3 separate regions of the Mus musculus genome follow, and all the other regions are linked to region 2. Evidence: chromatin contacts called from public Micro-C and promoter capture Hi-C data. All regions are on one chromosome and are shown on one strand. The core of a region is the stretch at or near the end of the contact, and the rest is flanking DNA. Distances in the headings are between cores, read along the strand shown. Region 1 holds the start of Elmo2 (engulfment and cell motility 2). Region 2 holds the start of Trp53rka (transformation related protein 53 regulating kinase A). Region 3 overlaps Eya2 (EYA transcriptional coactivator and phosphatase 2).

What was found. Promoter capture Hi-C pulls out the DNA fragments that hold promoters and counts their contacts. A called contact is a pair of places that touch in the nucleus more often than the background predicts.
Region 1: a promoter capture Hi-C map of hippocampal neurons shows a contact between it and region 2, with 6 times the contacts expected there. The contact joins the promoter of Elmo2 here to the promoter of Trp53rka in region 2. A contact is called at or near these places in 13 of 39 promoter capture datasets (the 3T3-L1 cell line, 3T3-L1-derived adipocytes, the HPC-7 cell line and 8 more), 5 of 484 Hi-C or Micro-C datasets (the G1E-ER4 cell line, Th1 cells, nephron progenitors and 1 more), 3 of 115 datasets of contacts at active chromatin or transcription factors (the 230-238 cell line, memory CD8 T cells and pancreatic cancer cells) and 1 of 9 other capture datasets (adipose tissue).
Region 3: a contact with region 2 is called in a Micro-C map of embryonic stem cells, with 2.0 times the contacts expected there. The contact joins the enhancer-like site here to the promoter of Trp53rka in region 2. A contact is called at or near these places in 4 of 39 promoter capture datasets (cranial neural crest, embryonic stem cells, frontonasal cranial neural crest and 1 more), 4 of 484 Hi-C or Micro-C datasets (the HPC-7 cell line and embryonic stem cells), 5 of 115 datasets of contacts at active chromatin or transcription factors (embryonic stem cells, neural tube and stem cell-derived neural progenitor cells) and 4 of 9 other capture datasets (adipose tissue, liver, macrophages and 1 more).

Annotation. Positions count from the first base shown.
Region 1 is chr2:165,324,989-165,328,543 of GRCm38.p6, forward strand. Elmo2 (engulfment and cell motility 2) reads right to left here and starts at 1,491. Exons shown (of 21, transcript NM_080287.2): 1 at 1,430-1,491.
Region 2 is chr2:165,491,816-165,495,267 of GRCm38.p6, forward strand. It overlaps Trp53rka (transformation related protein 53 regulating kinase A), which reads right to left and starts at 1,499. Exons shown (of 2, transcript NM_001007581.1): 1 at 1,232-1,499. The coding sequence starts at 1,487.
Region 3 is chr2:165,715,832-165,719,452 of GRCm38.p6, forward strand. Eya2 (EYA transcriptional coactivator and phosphatase 2) reads left to right here. Exons shown (of 16, transcript NM_001271963.1): 7 at 120-297. Among named protein-coding and RNA genes, the nearest start is that of Gm29993, 14 kb to the right of the region's middle. Within about 2 kb of position 2,145, at least 11 of the 459 cell types and tissues checked have an H3K27ac peak or open chromatin away from gene starts, as enhancers often do. A contact at or near this core is called in adipose tissue and embryonic stem cells, where this site is marked.

The sequences.
Region 1 (3,555 bases), core at 241-2,740, 170 kb before region 2:
ACCCCAAACTTTCTTGGCACCTCTTAGAAGCAGCATCAAACATAAAAAGAATAACAAGATTCAAGAGCAACAGACAAGCTGGGCATGGTAGAACATGCCCTTAATCAGAGGCCAGCTTGGTCTACAGAGATTGTTCCAGGACAGCCAGGGCTACACAGAGAAACCCCTTCTTGAACCAGCCCTGTCTCTTTTGCTCCAAACGGTAGAATGAATCTGGGCAGGTAAACTCTTTTAGGATCTTTGCTATTTTTAATCTGTAAATGCAAATAATGATAGTCTCCTCAAAAGACCACAACTCGAACTAAACGCCCTCACATTTGCACACTACTGAGCACTTCACAGCCAAGGCAGCCACCCTAGCAATGTGGTTACTGACCGACCACTTGACAAATGGCTGCCGTGCTTCTTCTGAGAAGCAAGAAGTGCTGTCCCAAGAGTGAGGCACACCAGAGCTCAAGAAGTTAGCACACACACACACAAACAGTCAACAACTCCATTAACGTGATTTTACATTGGTTATGTGAATTCCTAATTATAATCTGAAATGTATTAACTAAAGCATGAGTAAATTATTCCACTTACATATTTTACATTCCTGAGATGTGACTGTTAGAAAAGTTTAATTAACAAATGTGACTTGCATTATTTCTCTTTTGGAGAGCCCAGGTTGGCCTAGTGCCCGGCACACAGAAAGCATTCCAAAAGGTGGCTTCCACCCACAACAGATGGGATGTCAGGGGCTGCGGCTGCATCCCCCAGGCAAACTCTAGCCCTTCGTTCATTCATTTAGTAAACATCTATAGTGTCTGGCCTGCTGAGACGCTGTGGGTGCATGGAGCAACATCAGGTAAGGTCTTCTTCCTCCTGGGCATTCCTACCTGCTGGGACAGGCAGACGTCAATCAACACTTTCAAACTGTTGAAAGCTACTGATGTGTAGGGACACCAGAATGTTCAGAGTGTCGCACCAGGGTCAGAACTCGGGACCCCGGAAGCCTTCGGAAGGAAGACTGGGAAGATGAAAAAAAGTTTACTAGACTAGACGTAGGGGCGGCGGACTCTGAGGGTGGCCAGAGCGAGGGATGGAGAAGGAACAGAACCAGGCCGGGAGCAGCCTAAGCCTAGGGAGGGCGGCGAAGGACCAGATCTGCAGGGCCCGGAAAAAGGGGAGGGTGGAAACCAGCACCGGAGCACCCCGGGCATTGCAATGCTGCGGGAAGAAGCGAATGAGAGCGGCCTGGACCGAAGCCGGGCAGTGGAGAAGGAAAGAGGGCCGGTACCGACCGCAGGGGGATTACCGGATCGGCACCGTGCCCGGGCTTGGAGGTCGGGCAGACGCTGCCCTCCGCCTCAACCCCAACCTCGGTCCCCGGCTCCCAACCCTCAACACTCTGTCTCTCTGCCTCGAGCCCCGAGCGTCCCTCACTCACCCGGCACCCGCCGAGGCCCAGCTCCGCGCCCGCGTCCCGCCGCCGCTCCACTGGCCCCGTCTGCCCCGCCCTCCTGAAGCCCCGCCCTGCGAAGGGCGGCCCGGGCTTCTATTGCTCCGCTTTGCTGTCAAGATGAAAAGTCTCGCTTTCACTGGGTTGTTTGTCTGTCAATAAAAGGGAGGCGGGCCTAACTGAGGGCGCGGGCTGGAGCGACGCCGGCTGGCCCCTCCCCTCCGCGGAGGCCTCTTAAAGAGACAGACTACCATTCTTCTGCAGGCTATTGGGTCTAAAGGAACGTGATTTCCCAGCAGACACTAGAGGCTGCTCCCCACCCAAACTTTTTTTCTCTTTTATTTCTGTACACAGCCTCCGGGTGAAGGAGGTTGGAGGGGCGGGGAGGGGGCGCGCTCTGGGTCCTTGAGACCCATTGTTGTAAGGAGCAAGCTATCCTCTGGTGATGCTCACCTGATCCGACTCAACGATGGGAATAGCTGATTTAGGGAACTGAGTGGGAGGTGACAGTCGTGTCAGAGGCTATGAGCAGCCGCGGCTGCTCACTACGGAGATGGAGCTAATTATACCGGCACCCAGGGCTGACCGTGGGCGCTGAGCAGAGGCAGAGGGGTACAGCTCAGCTGTGCTGTTGGTAGGGATCCGTGGGAGGTGGCGTTCGTCACCGCACCTGCGGATCTAACAAGGCCGGGCACAGCGCCAAGGACTCACTCCTGCCATCTCCCTTAAAGCTCACAGCAGGCTGGTAGGGAGGGCTAGTATGCGATCCCCAGTTGCAGAAGAAAAGACTAGGGGTCTTATGGGACCAACTAACTATACAACCGGTGACTATACAGCAAGACGCTATCTCCCTGTTTAACTCCAAATTTTGTTTTTTTTAATCATTTCTCTTAGCAGATCCTTAGGACAATGCCAGAAGACAGACATTTTGTTATCCATTCTGTAGAGACTCGGCTGGCCGCTCAGCAGAGAGATGGAAATAATGGCTACCTTTTACTGTCTTTGAAGCAGTTTTACAGGCACAGTTACATTGACTCCTGCAATTGAATTGAATTGAAGCGGATTCTTATCAGCTGGTGAACAGGATGGTGCCCAGGAAGCAAAGCTCCCCTCCCACAATCACAGTGCTAATAAGGCCTGTGCAGGGGCCGGCCAGTCACACTTCCAATAGGTTCACATACTGCCTGCTTCCAGCCAGTCTCTGTCTTTGTTTTATCGAAAGCCACCCAGGATAAAGCATATGGCCGTGTTCCAAAATAGCTTTACGCTGGAACATAGGGTAGCCACCCTTGTCTGCAGCACCATTCTGGACCCCAGGTCCTTTGCTGCTCTGTGGGAGCCTCATACGACCCTATCAGATTCACATTATTATCTCTTATTGTCCTCCGTAGTCTTGTGAGCATCCTCTTTGTGGTGGGTTGTTTATTTCTTTGTTTGCTGCCTATTTTGAAACAGGGTGTTTGCAGGGACGTTTAAACAGATGTGTCCCCATTTCCCCTCCCCCTAAGGCACCAATGACAAACCAAAGAGTATTCCATTCAGTCAGTCCAACTTGGGGAGCCAGCGAGGGCCTTGATGTCACCTTCAGAACATGGATGTCTGGGTTTGTGTTTCCATTGCTGTGCTAAAACATCACAGCCAAAGGCAACTTGGGGGAGGAAAGGGTTGATTTGGCCTGCACCCCCGAGGTCTACAGCTGAGGGAAATCAGGGCAGGAAGTCAAGGCAACAACCAAGAAGCAGAGGCCAAGAAGAAGCACTCCTTACTGGCTTGCTCCAGGTAGCTTGCTCCAGCACTTTCTTATACAACCCAGGAGTGTCACTGTCCACAGTGGGCTGGGCCCTCCCCACAACCATCACCAATCAAGAAAAGGCTCCACAGACTTGCTTAAAAACCTAATTTAATGGAGGCATTTTCTCAACTGAGGTGTCCTCTTTCCAGATGACCCTAGCTTGTGTCAAGTTGACAAAAGCTAACCAGCACAATGCACCCACCACCACACCACCAGAAAGTCTCACCTCACCACCAATAATGGCTTTCCCATAGTCCTCCCCTCTTCAGCCAGCTTCCCACTTTACAAGGCCATGTGCAATTAGAACACAATTCCACACAAC
Region 2 (3,452 bases), core at 249-2,748:
CAATTTATCCAGAGCTTGCCCTGTTAAAGCCCTGCAGGACTACGGCCTGAGACCAGGCCAGGGTAAGTCTGGAAGTATCAAGGCTTGCTCCTCCTTTCTCAAGCCACCTGAGGACTGGAATTCATTGCTGCTCCCTAAAAACAAACAAAACAAGAAGCCAGAAGGAAAGCATCCTGCAGTCTGGGCAGTTTCTACCTGACAGTCACCAGGCAAGTGGCTAAGCAGGGTGTCACCTTACAGGCTCATCTGTGCTCTGGAACAGGCAGGTTCAGATCCCTTATTAGGCGTGAAACCTCAAGGTTCCCTTAGCTACTCTATGCCTCAGTCTCCACAACTGTAAAGTGGTAACAAAACCTCCAGTTAACACCAGGAGTCTCTCCTGAATGTCAACCAAGTTCAGAACAGTTTCCTAGAAACTGGGGTACCAAGGTAGCCCCCACCCATGTCTGATAAAACTTACAAAAGGTAAAGGAGAATATATGAACACTTCTTTATAACTCCATTGCCCCTCTAGGGCAGAAAAGCACAGGCCTGTTCACTTCTGCATTTCCCCTGGCTCCTGGCACCTATCAATGTCCTGGCAGTGGGCACCTAAAAACCATTAAAGAGAAAAATAGCAAAGGCTCGGTGGTTCTGGGCCACAGACAGGCTGCCTGGTAGCTGTGGAACCTCAGGCACTTCCCCTCTTTGAGTCTCATTTTCTCTGGAGTAATGTTGTTGTTGTTGTTGTTGTTTTGTGGGGGTGTGGATGTTTTTTAAAGAAAAGAATAACAATTTAATGAAATCAAACATTTACTGAACTATGTCAGCATAAGAACATGTGATGCATATGCCTTCTTTAATGACCACAATATCCCTGAGATTCCGGTGACATACAAGGTAACTGGGCTAGACGACTCGCTGAATGGCTACGAGGGAGACAATGCAGGGAGAATGTGAATCCACAGAGCCCGGCTCCTGCCACCCGCCTGTCAGGACACCTACTGCTTAAGACCACCAAATGGAGAGGGAAGGACGGTAAGCAGAAACAGAGAAATGAGAAACGGAGGGACCCGAGCGCTAAACAAGCCCCGCGAACCAAACAGAATGGCGTCCTGACTGTCGCCTTGAGTCCTTAAGCATTGCCATCTGATCCTGTCCCCTAGAAATCGGAGCCCCGTCTCTCACGTCCCACTGGTCTCCCGCAGCCCTGTCTGTCCCGTCTCCCGGAGCCCCGTCCGGCCCCCCTCACCCGCACGGCGGCAGCGGAGCAGCGCGCGCGCCTCCTGCACTGTCCGCCGCCGGCCGAGCCGCGCCTCCAGCTCCGGGTGCCGGTAGCTCTTCGGGAAGCGGTGCTTCACCACGGCCGCGCGGCCCTGGAAGCGGCCACGGAAGACGCGCGCCTCGGCGCCCTGCTGCACCAGCTCTAGGCCGCTCAGGAAGAGGCGGCTCCGCTCGCGCGCAGCGGCCAGCGCCTCGGCCTCCGCCTCCGAGGACGTGCCAGCCATGCCTCCGACTCCTTCCGACCCTGACCGCGCCGCTTCCGCTCGCTTCGGAAATCCTCCGGCCTCTTCCGCCATTAACACCGCCCCACACAACACACTTCACCCTGCTAGTTTGGTTCCGCCTCGCGACCTTTCCGCGCTCAGCGGAGCCTCTAGGACCTGTAGACTTGGCCCTTCCCTGTCTGTCTTCGTGAGCGCTCAGCAACTTTAGGCCAACAGCTTCTCACTCTTCATCACGGTGATGCTCCGGCTTTGGGACCTTTTTTTTTTTTTTTTTTTTTTTGAGACAGAGTCTCACGGTGTAGCTCAGATTAGCTTTGAACTCGTGTCCCACTTCAGTCTATGGAAACATGCTCTAAGCCGGGAAGGAGGCAGGGACTAGGCGAAGCTTTCTATCCGGAGACGCCACCTGATGCCTGGCACCAGCCTGTCAGCAGCCAGCACCATCCCTCTCAGATCCGGTATCTTCAACTACAGAATGAGGCTGCCTGGTTCTGCTAGGGTGAGGGCTTATCAGAATTAAGAGGCTGATTACGCGGTGCCGGTGGACAGGGCTCTCTTCACATGGCCTTTGACCCCCTTGTCCCTGCCCCACGCTCCTTGGGGCTCTGTTGAAAATACAGAAGAGAAGCCCTTGAGTCCCGGGTTGCTATGGCACCAGCATCTTGGCTCTGTGGTCCCTGGGTTTCGTTCATATTCATGGCAGGTCCCTTTTCATAATCAGACCCTTTGTGTGGGCAAAATGTGTTTTCCAGCAAAGCGCACCCAGAACCCGGTTCGTTTATATCCCCCAGTGCTCAAGTCTGTAGCTTCATTATCATAATTGTTTGTGTCCACCCAGCCGTCTCTATGGTAACCAAACCCATCTGAACCCTTGCCTTAGAAATCTAACTGTGCAAAGGTGCTGACCAAAGCCAGGCTTGCTAAGTCAGGCTGAGTTTAGCTCTTTAAAGCGGCTTCAAACCTTTCAGTGTCTCCCTACTGTGCTAAGAAGAAAGACCTAAACCTTAACTGGGCCCATGGACTCCTGCATCCCTTATAAACCCTCCCCTCTCCAGAATCCCCACCCATCCTCCATGATGCTCCCTCGGCACAGAGCCTTTGCACCTGCTATTTCCTCTGCAGGGAAATGTTTGTCCAGCTCCATATCACCTAGAGCTGCAGGTTATTCTCCACTGCAGGGTCACTTCCCCAGACAAGCCCTTCCTAGCCTCTATGAGGAGAGTGAGTTCAACTGTTATCAGCCCTGGTTTTCTACTTTCCAGACCTGTTTCAGATTCCCTTTGGTTTTGGCCGTTCAACTGCTTGATTGATGACCCACCCACCCCCCAACACACTTTACCCTGCTAGAGTGGTTCCCATCACACAGAGCCCCCCACCCTCCTGCTGTGTAGCTACTCACAAGGCAGGGATTGTATTGCTTCCATCTCTCCCTCAGCACCAAAGAGGTGGGTACTGGCCTAGAGTGTCTTAGGGATGGTGCATATGTGTGATCCCAACACTCAGAGGCTGTGCAGTGCTCAGATGCTCAGACAGGAGACTGCAAGCCTGATACTAAGTGAGACTGGGGGGTTGAGGGTAGGGACGTTTAGATTCAAATTTTGACCTTTTAAAAATATTTCATGAGTGTGTGTGTGTGTGAGACTTTTTTTAAACAACCAAATGGGGAAGTGGAATTGACAGTTTCTTGTCTACCTGAGTGCTGAAAAGGTCGTTAGAGATGTGGGTGGAAACCTTAAAGCACTGAATGAGTAAATGAGTTGACTGGAGAGATGAGAGACAGGCTGGTCCACAACTGGCCCCTGTAACTTGGCGGGAGAGCAGGAAGCTGGTGACTAAGGGTGGGTGGCAGGGACCCTCTTTATTTTGCTATTTCCAGGGGCAGGTAGTATAAAGTGCAAGTTTGACTGTAAAGTCATATATTCCAGGCTCCATCCCAAGAAATATCAGAAGGGAATTTGGTAGGGA
Region 3 (3,621 bases), core at 895-3,394, 220 kb after region 2:
ATTTATGGGAAAACCAAACCACGATTGTCTGGATGGTTGGTACTTACTCTGAAGAGGGAGGCTGGGCTGCTGGGTGTGCCACCTCACTCAACCCCCGCCTGCCCCCTTTCTTTTGCCAGGATTATCCGTCCTACCCCAGCTTTTCACAGAACCAGTACCCCCAGTATTTCAGCCCATCATACAACCCGCCCTACGTCCCTGCCAGCAGCCTCTGCTCCTCGCCCCTCTCCACGTCCACCTACGTCCTCCAGGAGGCTCCTCACAATGTCCCCAGCCAGAGTTCTGAGTCCCTGGCCGGTAAGTACACTCACGTTTGCTCACATTCTTGCCTGTGGTCTGAGCTCCCGAGTGAATCAGATATGTGAGCTGTGGTCCAAAAGAAGCACACACTTGCACAGTCTTCTCTCATTGCCTCTCCATCCTTAGTAACAAGCATTTATTAAGCACCTACTGTTTCCCAGGCAGTCCTTGGTGAACAACTGCCAAAAAGGGGGCCTCTGAAGATTTCTTTAAAGATGCAGCTATTTTTATAAACGTGTGTGTGTGTTGCTAGCATGAAGCTGGGGTTAGAGGTGGTCGTGATTTGCCATGTGTGCATTGGGAACTGAACCCTGGCATCTATAAGAACAGCAAGCACACTTAGCCGCTGAGCCATCTCTCCAGCCCTAGGTCACTGTCCGTTTGATCTTTGTAGACTGCAATCAAATAGTCTCATAGATACGCTTACAAACTGGAGTAGGAAAGACGAGCCACAGTCCTCACAAGAGAAGGGCTTCTCACGCCCAGCCCACACCCCTATCGTCCACATAGGTCAGAGTAACAAGTACTGACTAGTAACTGTGGGGCTGGGATTCAAACCCAGGCCCACCAGGCTTCATCTTCTGTACTGAGTTCTTATTTATTGGCTATTCCCAGTTGAGATGTTCTCTGAAGTTCACAGGGGGCAGGACTGGTCGGGGATGTGGGAACTGAATCGATGGTTCAACTATGGAGAGCACTTGCTGCTCTTCCAGGGCTGAGTCTGTTCTCAGCACCCGCCTGGGTGGCTCACAGCTGACTGTAATCCCAGCCACAGGGGATGTGGCGCCCTCTTCTGGACTCTGTGGGTACTGCACACACATACTCAACATAAGATGACTCTGCCTAGGAGCTAGCGAGCCACCATACACCTCTGAGGAGGTTCAGCTGCTGTTACTCACAGGTCTCTGCCTTTTGAGATGCTCACCCAACCCTGAGACGCCAGCATTTTAGGGAAACCCTCTATTGCACGGGTCTTTAAGGCTCCAGAAAATTCTAGATCCGTCTGCCAGAGGCCTGGAGCACTCTCATTGGCCAACTTAGTTGTATGTCCATCCCATGGCCAGCCTCTGTGACTTAGGTACGATGCTGGAGTAAAAAAAGGCTCTGGGTCGTATGCCCACGCTGGAGCTAGAGTCAAGTCAGCGCTGTGCCAGAACCAATACACTAGGGGGAGGGGGAGGGACAAGGAAACCCAGAACTCCAGAGCCAGAAGAGAGCGGATACCCCCCACACCCCTCTCCTGGGTGGCCCCGCCCCTCGGCTCTGAGGTACACAGTCCAGGCTGTTTTCAAACTGCAACCCTCAAGCTTCAGCCTCCTCAGCAGAGGTTGCCACCTGAGCCAGGTGCTTCCAGACTCTTGGTGTCTTCTTCGCGGAATTGATGAAGTGCTCAGAAGTGGCAAAGCCACAGGGGTTTTGTTTGGGGGGGGGGGGGAGCAAAAGCTGAGAGTGGAAACACTGCGGGGGAGTGGTGAGCTCCAGCGAGGTTGCTCAAGAGCCCCATGCTACTTCTGGGATTTCCTTTTGTGGGTCCGGGAGGAGGAGGAATTGGTTGCTAGGGGCGGAATGGGGGTGATTTTTTTGTTTTGACTGACAGGTCTCGGTTATATAAACCTTGGTTTGCTGCAGATATCCTTTCCCATGATGCATCTGGCTTAATCATATACGTGTCCAGTCATGCATAGGCATAAGATGGTAATTAGAAGATTTTTTTTCTCCCCAAAAGGTCACTCAGAGGACACTTTTCTTTATTGTGCATGTACCAAAAACCAATCCAGATTGGACCACTGCCCCTCGTTCCAGGATGTGTTTGGCCACAAAAGGGAGTTCCTGTGAGGTTGCTAGGGAGTTACTAGGGGACGGTGAGGTGGAGCGATAGGTTGCTTTGTCTGGTAAGGTGCATGTATGCAGTTCGGTTCAGGTCGCGATGGGGGAAGGGTGGCAGGTTGCTCAGCTCTTCTACAAAGTAAGTGTCCCACAGGTGCCGGGGTCACAGGGGCAGCCAGCATAGAGTCTCGGTCTTTTGTTGTTTTGTCTTATTTGAGACAGAGTCTCCTGTAGCCCAGGCTATCCCTGAAACTCAAGATGTAGGCAAGGGATGACCTTGAATTCCCATCCTCCTGCTTCCACCTGCAGTGCTGAGATATAGGATTGGGCCTCTACATCAGTCTTCCTTCTGTCTCTTTTCCGAGTCTCCTGGTCCTCTTGGGCTCAGCAGCCTAATGCGTCATGGACATTCATTGCCAGCTATCCCTTGCTTAAAGGATAAGGAAGAAGCAGCGGGGAGAACCCTGCCCTCTCTGTCTGGGCTCTTGGTGTGTCTGTGCATCCAGATCTGCACATCCCTTCCCGGGAGAGCTCCCCACCCCTGTCCTGAAGACAAATGGAGACACCTGGCCAAGTATTTTGAAGTCAGCTTTCAAGGGAGCGTGGGGCTTGACTGACTCCTTAATCTCCATAGTCTCCTCCTGAGTATTTACCGAACACACAGTCCTTCTCGCTTAGCAACTTCAAATCATTTTCTTTCGAGAAAGAACATGAAGTCTAGGAAACTTCTCTTCCTGATCCTGGACTATCGTTGGCACTCTGCTTCTCCGAGCACTGGCTTCAACAAAGGAGAGGAACCGGGGGCTGGTGGGAAGTCGGGGTGGAGAAGAGCTCCCAGTGGGAAGATGGGCTAGTGGACCCAGAGTTCAAGGGTGAGCCTGACACATATGTCGCCCTTCCTGAGGATTCGGGTTATATGGCAAAGTCATCTCTGGGTCCCATCAGGAGCAAACACAGGACTCATCATGTCTCTGAAGTGTCCTTTCCACATCCCCCCAGGTCACTTATCCCTTGGCCTCAGGTATAACAATAAAAGGTTAGGGTGACTTTTCCTGTGTCTCACAGGCTCACATAAATGTTAATGGCATCAGGGGGCTGGAGAGATGGCTCAGTGGTTAAGAGCATTGGCTGCTCTTTAGAGGACTTGAGTTCATCTCCCTCACCTACATGGTGGCTCACAATCATTGGTCCCAGGAGATCTGATGCCCTCTTCTGACCTCCAAGGGTACCCAGCACTCATATGGTGCACAGGCATACATACAAGCAAAACGTTCATGTACAAAAAAATAATAAATTTAAAAAAGTTTTTAACCTAATTGCATCAATAACTGTAAACTTTAACTGGGGTGCCTAGCCCCTTTTCCCCAGTGTCTGTTGCACAAGAACATTTAGCACATGTGCACACACACACACACACACACGTACACACGTATGTACACACATGTAGGCTTTTAGTGTTTTCCACGAAAGTCCACTTTTGAAACCATCGAAGGC